Regions from separate parts of the Mus musculus genome. Here regions 1 and 2 are each linked to region 3. The links are chromatin contacts, called in public HiCAR-type and promoter capture Hi-C maps. All regions are on one chromosome and are shown on one strand. The core of a region is the stretch at or near the end of the contact, and the rest is flanking DNA. Distances in the headings are between cores, read along the strand shown. Region 1 holds the start of AU019990 (expressed sequence AU019990). Region 2 holds the start of Cds2 (CDP-diacylglycerol synthase (phosphatidate cytidylyltransferase) 2). Region 3 holds the start of Pank2 (pantothenate kinase 2).

Region 1 (3,098 bases), core at 484-2,983, 1.3 Mb before region 3:
GTATGTATATCTGTGAACCACATATGTGCCTGGTCCCCTGGAGACCAGAAGAGGGGGTCAGATCCCCTAGAACTAGAGTTACAGTTGTGAGCTGCCACGTGGGTGCTGGGAACTGAACTCAGGACCTCTGAAAGAGCAGCCAGTGCTCTTAACCACTGAGCCATCTCTCCAGCCCCCAAAGTAGGAAACTTCTAATCTGTTTATTATCTCCAGAATTAAAGTCTAGTCAGTAGTGATGTGTGTGTGTGTTTAATGTATTAGAGAAGCCTTTTGAAGAGCCTACTCACACAGGCTTAAAATCTACATTAATATATTTTTAAATAGCTCTGATTCTGTCAAAAAGAAAGGTGGGGAGTGGATGGGGAGGAAGACCGAGGAAGGCACTTGTGAGCAGCAGCAGAGCCCTCTAAGGTCTCCCAGCTCTGGAGCATTTATTGACCTTGTATATCTTGCTTTACTTTCCCAACAGTGGAAGCGCTTGGAGCCGCCCGTTCCTACAGGACACCAGTAAAGAAGGCAGGAGCTCAGGATTGGCCAATGTGGCTGACTCACGAAGCATGGAGTGTGGCAAGCTTCCACTGTTGCATAACAAAAGCAGAGCTGTGCTTGGGTCTCATGGCATTTTGTAACTTCTTTCAGAAGTTTACCAGATGCTCCGTGTTAGAGATGGGTCTGATGTAATGTCCCGCAGAAAAACTAAATGGGACAAAAGCCATGGAGTACCACATGTCTGTGGTCACTCAGGAAGCCAAGACAGGAGGATGTCATGGGTTTATGGGCAGCATGGTCTGCAGACCTTGTCCCATAAAACCAAAAAGATAAAGAGGAGGAATTGGGAAGGTGTGGGGGGGGGGGGGGCAGGTAGTAATCAGAAACTCCTATCTTCTATAAAAATAATTCCTCTCACAAAGTAGGGGGGAAAAACAGTCTTGACAGATATAGTCTGGTTAGCTAGGAAAACCTCATACCCAGCAATCTGGCCTTTATGGTGAATTTTTAAATTAAAGGCTGACTAGGTATAGTGGCACACATCTTTAATTCCAGCACTGCACAGGCAGAAGCAGGCAGATCTCTGTGAGTTTGAGGTTAGCCTGATCTACAGTTTGAGTTCTAGACCTGTGAGGGCTACATAGTGAGACCCTGTCCAACAACAACGGGGGGGGGGGGGGGGGGGAGAGGAAGGGAAGGGAAGGGAAAGGAAGGGAAGGGAAGGGAAGGGAAGGGAAGGGACTTTAAATAGTTGAGGCTGAGGGTGTATAGCTCAGTGGGAGAGCATTTGCTGAGGCCTAGGGTTAAGCCTCAGCAACACAAACTCTTAACAACTGTCAATGGTACCAGTGTTCCTTTTGATGTCACAATGTACCTTTTGAATTTCCCACTGAGTCCTGAAGCAGGCCATGAAGGCCATGAAGATGGCAGGAGAAAGCATATATCTCAACTCTCCAATTTCTTCCTTAGAAAAACGACTATAAACAGCTTCCTTCCAGAATTCCTCAAGGACTTGGGAGCCTGGGAACACTGACCTTGTGGGATCTGTTGATTCACGTTCTCAATGCAGAAGTCAGTTCATTTGTGTGGAAACACTCTGCTGACCCAGCTCTGTCCCTCAAAACATGCAGTTTCCTCCTAAGGCCTCTATCTGCCCAGGCACCACTTCATGACTTAATTTCCTGATTCTTTCAGCACTGGGGCTCCAACCTGAGTCCTTGCATATCATAGGCAAGCACTCTACCACTGAGCCACAGCCCTGGCTCTTCAGATTATATTGATGCATACTCTGAGGGTGGTTCTTTGGGGGCTTCCCTGTGAACTAGAACTTCAGGGTCAACTCAGGTCACCTGTGCTTTTCTGAATGCTGGAAACAGGTGAGGCGTGCCAATGCATTCAATTCTGCTGAATACTTGGCTGCTGATCAACATCTAGGCCAAGTGATTTCAGGAGCATAATTATGCCAGGTGTGATGGTACCTGCCTGTGATCCCAACCTCAGGGAGGCAAAAGGATTTGGACTTTCAGGACAATCTGGGCTGCAAGTGAGATGCACACAACACAGAAGCAACCAACAAAGCTAAACAGCATAATTGTTAGATGTGTTGTGTGCTCAGGATGAATGACAAAGGGTCTTGCCATGAGCAGCTGTCCTCCTCATGGACCCTAAATGTCTTCTCAAGGACTAAATGAGCTGCACTGATGTGGCTCTCGAATGTCTGCTTTCCCAGAAATGTTACAATTTCAAAGCGCCAGAATGCAATCTGGAGACTCATTCACACATTCACAGGCATTTAAGTTGAGTTCAGATCTTCCTGTCTTCTTCTAATGTCCATCTCCTGGGACCTGGTCTTAGAGAAAGAGAACACAAGAATAACAATCAACTCTAGTGAGAAACACAGGAAAGGAGGCTTACCATGAGAAAACTCTCCCACTGTCTCCGTGCTCTGCTGAAGACAGCTGTGTCACTGAGAACCCAGCCTACAGCAAAACAGGAACTGGGTAGCCAACTACTTTCACTGAAGGGGTCTCGAGAGCAACCTCCTTTTTTAGCGTCATGTGCTGACGTGCGTTTTCCGAATTAGGATCTGAGTGCAACTGTGAAAGGTCACTTGCAGCAGACTTCCATGCAGGAAAGAGGCATGAGGCTTCCCGGTTTTTGTCAGCCCTAACACGATTCTTAAGACACTCAATTGGCTCAGCTGTAGAAAAAAGAAAGGGGGGGGGGGCGCCTTGGGACTGTGGGATTTACTGTGGTGATAGAAAGAGAAGAGCCAAGTCATTAAGGAACAAAGGAACTGATTTCAGATAGGATGAGCAGGACAGGCTACTCTGAGTAGTAAGCTAAGACTTAAAAGAAGAGAAAAATACATGGGGAGAGTTTCTAGGAAAATGGAACAACGTACGCAGAGACCCTTTGGCTGGCCAAGATTAGTGTTGAAAGCCAAAGACAGTGACACACAATGAGTTTGAGAAGATGGTTAGAATTTTTGGAGCTGGGGGGATACTTCAGTAGTTAACAGCTCTTGCAAAAAAAAAAGACCCAAGATTGACCCCCATTAACCACATCAGTGGCTTACAGATGCCTGTAGCTCCACTCCAGGGATTCCA
Region 2 (3,285 bases), core at 332-2,831, 1.0 Mb before region 3:
GGCATACTGACCCTAAGGCTTACGCTTGTTTCCTTCCTGATGTTCTAACCAATTCAAACACAGTAAAAAGGTACAAGCTGGCTAGGGGGCTAGTGCCTTTATACAGCACAGGATAGGCAGAGGTGGAGGAGGTCCAAACTAGCTAGCAGGGCTTCCTAGAGAGATTCTATCTAAAACAAAAGTTCTGATGTCAAACGTGGGTGCTTAGGCTTGATGCTGTTTCCTTAAACAGCATTGGGGGGTGGGGTGCCTTTAGTCCCAGCACTCAGAAGGATCTCTGGGATGGAGGCCAGCCTGATCTACAGATCAAGTTCCAGGACAGCCAGGGCTACAAAGAGAAACCCAGTCTCGAACAAGCAAACAAAGATACTAAACTCTGTCAACTATTAATCAGGGGAAACGCGGCATATCCTCCTCCTTTATTGAAGACAGGCTAGAAACAGACCTTCAACGGAACCCTTATTTCCGTATCAGCACGCAGGCCTACGTACGAGAGCTTCTGCAGGTCACAAGCTGACAATCTCTGACTTAACCAGTCTCCATCATTCTGGTCCAGGCTACCTCAGCCGGTTCTACTCATCACTCACTGATCCGAACCACAAATACGGTCCGTCATTCAATGTCCACAGTAAAACAACCACCCTCCACCTTTCTCAACTTCACACAAACCTCGCACTTTCAACCAAAGGAGCGCCCCCACATTGGCTGTGTCCCTGCCAAAATGGCCTCCTCCTTACCTTCCTCCTTTACCCCATCAATGCCCACACTTGGCGCAGTAAACAAACCCACCATTGGGAGCACACACCTGCTCACTAACCCGCCCTCTCACGGAGTGGATCAAGACTCCTCTCTGATAGAACCAACAGATTTAATGTTTTAATCAAGTTCAAAAGAAGGTTTTAATCTCCCAGGAGACAAATGCTATGGCCTGAGTCCTCCCCCATTCCCCAATCAACAGCAATACTTGTAAAGCAAGCGGTGAGCCTACATCGCGCTCTCCGGGCCCCAAGCAAGGTCTGTGGGGTGTCCAGCGTCCACATCGGGAAGGCCTAGGGAAGGCGAAGACCCTCCAGAGCTCACGCGCTACTCCCCGCGCCCGCAGACCGCTGTCCCCACAAGCAAAAGACACCCGCCGACCCTCTGCGCAACCCAGGCCTGGTACCCAGGGCCGCGATAAAGGTCAGAGGGCGAGGCTGCCGGCGCGCCCCTCCGCACTTAACGATGCCTCTACCTTGTCCTCCGGAGGTGCGTCCTCGCGGACAACCCTCTGCCGTAGTTCGGTCATGCTGGGGACCCCGGCGCGACGTCACCCCGAGTGAGCAGCACGGTGGCCGCGGGGGTCGGCTCAGTGAGCACGGGCTCTCGGCGGGCCCGAGCACCTCGCAGCCCCACCGTGCCTCGCACAGCCCCTGCAGCAGCGCCACTAGCCCCGAGCCCGGCCCCGCCCAGCACCGCTGCCGCCGCCCTTGCCCGGAGAGCGGAGCCGCTGTTTCCCCAGCGGCCGCTCGCTCCTCCTCCCGGGAAGCTGCGAGCCAGCGCGCACGCGCACTGCCGCCATCTCCGCCTGGAACCCCAGACGCCAGGAGGCGGGGCAGCCTGGCGGGGGTGGGGGCGTGAGCGGAGTTCGAGACACTCATTGGACAAAACCTAGAGGGGGCGGGAGAAAAAGAGCAGAGTGAACCAATGGGGTCCTTGCGTCCTACCGCAAGTCCCCGCGCGCGAGTGCTGGGTCCAGAAGGTAACCTGTTACCGGGGGACAACAGCGCCTCGTAGCGGCCTAGACTTGCTGCTCTCAGCTTGGGAGTCCAAACGAAGAGACCAGGTGGACCTCTGAACATCATAGCAGGAGGTGAAACCTGTTTCAGCTCACTTTGCCTTGCCAAGCCATGGTCGCTGGTAACTTAGTGAGCACTGATTCTGTCTAAGCACCGAACTCAGAAATAGTCTCGTCCCAATCACACACCTTTTTTGTTCACAGCACTCCAGAGACAAAGGCAAGTGGATCTGATCTATGTAACCTGTTCCACTGCTACTGAGACCCTGTATCAAAAAACAAACAACCACAACAAAAAACACTTAGAAATGGATATGATATCTGCAAGTAACATCATCCAAGATATTGCTTGTCTTAAGTTTTTGTCTTGTTTTGTGCTGAAGGTAGAACTCAGGACCTATGGGCTAGCGAGATGGTTCAGTGGGTAAGAACACTGACTGCTCTTCCAAAGGTCCTGAGTTCAAATCCCAGCAACCACATGGTGACTCACAACCACCCGTAATGAGATCTTACGCCCTCTTCTGGTGTATCAGAAGTCAGCTACAGTGTACTCATGTATAAAAATAAATCGTTCAAAAAAAAAAAAAAACCCTCAGGTTTGGCTCTTGTTAACCACAACTTCTGTGAGTAAGTTAACACCCACATCTAATTCTTTGAAAACCTTTGGGCTGAAAGGAATGTTTCCTATGGAGCCCCTCCCTCTATTCCTGACCTAGTTTAAGCATTTAGCCAGCAGCTACAAGGGTACGAGTAAGAATTAGAACTCAGACGTTTGTTACCACGCTGTAACCAATGTTCACATATGCTGCCTGAATTCAGTATTATGGGTGCTGTTCCAGCATTGTTCTCATGCAAAACAGGGCTCCCAGTCCTTAGCCAGATTGCAATCTCAAAGAAGTCTTCCACACCAAGGGTCAGGTTCCTTTTAGAGATTTTGACCAGAGCTGTGAGTTTTCAGAAAATAGGAAGAGTTCTGAAAAAGACTTACATTCTCAAATTCTTGTTATGATGTTTCAAATTAACAGCAAAATACTTAGACAAACTTCAGCCCTCTGGTCTTTGCATTTTATTTGCTATTTAACAGCTTTGCACAAATGCTTGGGTGCTCTTGTTCCTCTACTGGTGTTTGCTGGTTTTGTTGGGTTTGGGTTTTTGCTTTGTTCTGTTAGAAATAAATACCTTTTGAAGCCAGACTTTGGCTACTTTGTGGGCTTTTTTCTTTCTTCTACCCTTCTCCACCCTCTTCTTCCACCCTTTCAACACCCTATCACTATGTAGGAAAGGAAAAGAAAAAGGATAGAGGTGAAGGGTGGTGATAATATCATGTGACTATTTTCTGATAATTAAGGGCGTCAAGTTCCTTGGAGCAAGTTTGAGACCAGAATACATGGCTAGAGAAATGGTTCAATGGTTAGGCGCACTTATTGCTCTTGCAGAGGAAGGAGGTTTGGTTCTCAGCACCCATACAGGACGAACTGCCCATAATTCTGGTTCCAAGGGACTCAAGTCCC
Region 3 (3,201 bases), core at 685-3,184:
AGCACTTGGGAGCTAGAGGAGAAGATATCCTGGAACATGAGATTGTCTTAAAACAAAAACAAAACTCAGGTGCTTGGACTGGAGATACTATATACAGCTCAGAGACAGAACATTTACCACATGTACAAAGCCCTGTGTTCCAACCTACAACTGAAAGAAAGGAGAAAGGGGAAGAGGAGCCTGGCACTGGCACAGTATATACCCAGCACTGAAGGGTCTGCCCTGAGGACGAGGCCAACTTGGGTAATTCATCAGACTGCTCTCAGCCGGGCGTGGTGGCACATGCCTTTAATCCCAGCACTCGGGAGGCAGAGGCAGGCGGATTTCTGAGTTCGAGGCCAGCCTGGTCTACAGAGTGAAGTTCCAGGACAGCCAAGGCTACACAGAGAAACCCTGTCTTGAAAAAAACCAAAAAAAAAAAAAAAACAAACAAACAAAAAACAAAAAAAAAACAAAACAAAACAAAACCTGCCCTCAAGTCTGACAACCTGAGCTCCATCCCCAGGACTGGGCAAAGTTGTCCTCTGACCTACACCAATACAGACACACACGATAAATAAGTGTAATAAGGAAGTTATTTATCAAGCAAACGATTCTACAACAGGAACTCTTTGAAAATCCGTTTTCCTTTTTTCTTTTAGGACAGGGTCTTAAATTTCATATTCCTCTGCCTCCACCTCCCAAGTGGCTGGTATTATAAAATCTCTTACAAGTCGAGAAAAGAAAAAAAAAATATATACATATAGTGATATAAAGTACTAAACATACATACATACATACATCCTCCAAACCTTCCATGGCAAAACAGAGCTACATCCAATCGCTCAAATCATCGATAAAAGCAACTGGGGTGGGGGTGAGCAGGTAGGGCTGGGCGCGGACTATCCAACAGACCTCACACATCAAGCCACTTCCCGTAATTCTCATAGCCTGCCTGCACTCAGCATTTACCTTCCTCATACCGTAATCTGATATCCAGGTCTTAACCACATGTAAAACACAGACAGCTATGCTGAAAAGTTCCTATTACAGTATTAGGACAATTGACACTTTCAGCAGTAGTCGTGGATGCTAGACAACAGCCCTAAAGGCTTTAAAGGGGAGAAAACACACAAGACAAGAAACACAAATTGGTAATAAAATGAGAACCCGATTCTCTGAAAAGAGTAACTCCCTAGGCTTAAGAGTAACTGAGGAACAGGTCGACTCCCTTCCAAAGAAAAGGCTTTACTGCCCAGAATGCTATGGCTGAAACCGGAATTCCCGTGAACTAACGGAAGGGAAACGGGGGAAAACCTCTGGATGCGAGATGACCTGAATTCTCTCGGGAAGAAAACCGAGCAAAGCTTAGAAGCGTATCGAGCCCAGAGTCGAGTTTTGGGCCTGCTGCGCCTCAGGGGCATTTTCTAGCAACCTCCAAATTAATCACCATAGAAAAGGCTTCAGTTGTGAGCGCGATGGATGATTCAAAGGGACTTGGGAGAGGAGGAGCCTTCTCAAGAAAAAAAGAGGGAGTCTCAGGAAAAGAACACCCCAGGGGACAGGGAGGAAGTGGCGGGGAGCCCTCGCGCGGGCACCGCCGGCGCGCAAACAACGACGGCCGTGCCGGGGCACTTACGCGGCCGCCTCTTCCGGAGGCCTTCGGCGCGCGGGCGGCCGGCCGAGGTGGAGCCGCCTAGAGAGCCGGGCCGCTCCCGTCTCACACTCTCCGCCTCCCCGGACCCCGACGGCGCCGCGCTACTCGCCCGGCGCCTCAGCGGGTCCCGCCTCCGCGCTTCCGAGTCCGCAGACTCGCCGACCGCGGCTGAGGTGGCGGCAGCCCTGCCCTGGCGCTCCATAGGCGCGCCAAACCGGCCCGCTCCCATCCGCAACAGCCGCCGCTGCCGCCCGAGCCAGCCCCCCAGCGCCGCCTTGCCGCCTCCGCGCAGCCCGCTGGAGCGCAGGCGCACGCCGGCTGCCGCCTTTTCCGTTGCGCCAACGTGCAGCTAGCCAATCCGAGCTGGCTAGGGGCGGGTTCCAGAGGTCTTGTCCAATAGGCTCCCAGACTCCAGCCGAAGAGACCGCGCCACCATCCAACGACAGGCACTCTGGACGGATGAAGGCGGGGTCAGCGCAGGCTGGGAGCGATCGTGGAGGGGCCCAAAGGATTTGAGTGAGGGGCGCCCTCTCTTGTGCATCCGCGAGAGCGGTGGCCAAGCTGCTCCCCTATTCCCTAGAACTCCAGGGAGTCTACTATCTCTTCTCTGTTCACGAATCACTCCTTCCTCCCGCCCAATAGAGCCCCCGAAGCTACTGAGAAGTGTTAACAGAAGGAAGGACTCTGAGCTGCGACTAACCTTAGCCTTTGTCCCCGGGTCTGGTTCTATAGCTGCAGTAGGAGCCACACTACAGTCCACAAAGTACAAGCACCGTCTCTTCCTTTGTGCTATGACTTCATTCCCAGTACCAGAAGGAATGAAAAGACTGAGGTTTGTCTCCATGACAACTGGCGGGAGGAGGTGGATTCTAAATCCTTCACCTACTCCCCTTCCTGAAGAAGGCAGTATGAAGGCTTGGAAGTTAGGTTGGTTGGGGTTGTTGTTGTTGTTGGGGTTTTTGTTTGTTTGTTTTTCTTTAATGTGTTTGAGCATTTTTCATGCATGTATGTCTGTGACCCTGGTGTGTGCCTGATGGTCGCTGAGGGCAGAAGAAATCGAGGGATTTCCCCATATGGATCCCAGGAATCTAACCCAGACCTCTGCAAGAACAGCAAATGCTCTTAATCACTGAACCATAGCTCCAGACCCCTGGGTTTTTACAGAAGATGGATTTTTTTTTTAAATCGTTTGCCCTTCCCAAGTGCCCTAACCCTTGATATCCCACCCAGATATACCCCTGAAGCATTCCCTCAGTCCCTCAATTTTAAGTGACTGAGGCTTTCTCACAATTTCCTAAGTACCTTTCTTGGGAGGAGATAATGTCCCTTGAATAACAGCCCTCTTACCTTCTAACTTACTCCCTCACTAATAGTTCCGGCCTGAGCTTCTCTTGTGAATGCTGAAAAACACTCCCATACTTGCTCCAAACTAGTACCCCACAGTGTAGAATTAACTCTGGAAACCTTATTTCCTAACTTGAAATTCCAGCTTCCGCAGGAACACACACACACACACACACACACACACACACACACACACTGGATCTAACAAAAATCAGGAATGC

The links. Promoter capture Hi-C pulls out the DNA fragments that hold promoters and counts their contacts. HiCAR-type assays count read pairs that join an accessible place to other places.
Region 1: a contact with region 3 is called in a promoter capture Hi-C map of liver, with 2.6 times the contacts expected there. The contact joins the promoter of AU019990 here to the promoter of Pank2 in region 3. A contact is called at or near these places in 2 of 39 promoter capture datasets (liver and pre-B cells).
Region 2: a HiCAR-type map of fibro-adipogenic progenitors shows a contact between it and region 3, with 5 times the contacts expected there. The contact joins the promoter of Cds2 here to the promoter of Pank2 in region 3. A contact is called at or near these places in 3 of 39 promoter capture datasets (cranial neural crest, neural stem cells and pre-B cells) and 1 of 115 datasets of contacts at active chromatin or transcription factors (fibro-adipogenic progenitors).

What each region holds. Positions count from the first base shown.
Region 1 is chr2:132,596,831-132,599,928 of GRCm38.p6, reverse strand. It overlaps AU019990 (expressed sequence AU019990), which reads right to left and starts at 1,733. Exons shown (of 6, transcript NR_033468.1): 1 at 1,524-1,733.
Region 2 is chr2:132,261,444-132,264,728 of GRCm38.p6, reverse strand. It overlaps Cds2 (CDP-diacylglycerol synthase (phosphatidate cytidylyltransferase) 2), which reads right to left and starts at 1,581. Exons shown (of 13, transcript NM_138651.7): 1 at 1,232-1,581. The coding sequence starts at 1,285. Gm46766 (a long non-coding RNA gene) reads right to left here and starts at 1,225. Exons shown (of 2, transcript XR_001783482.2): 1 at 989-1,225.
Region 3 is chr2:131,261,233-131,264,433 of GRCm38.p6, reverse strand. Pank2 (pantothenate kinase 2) reads right to left here and starts at 1,934. Exons shown (of 7, transcript NM_153501.2): 1 at 1,619-1,934. The coding sequence starts at 1,865.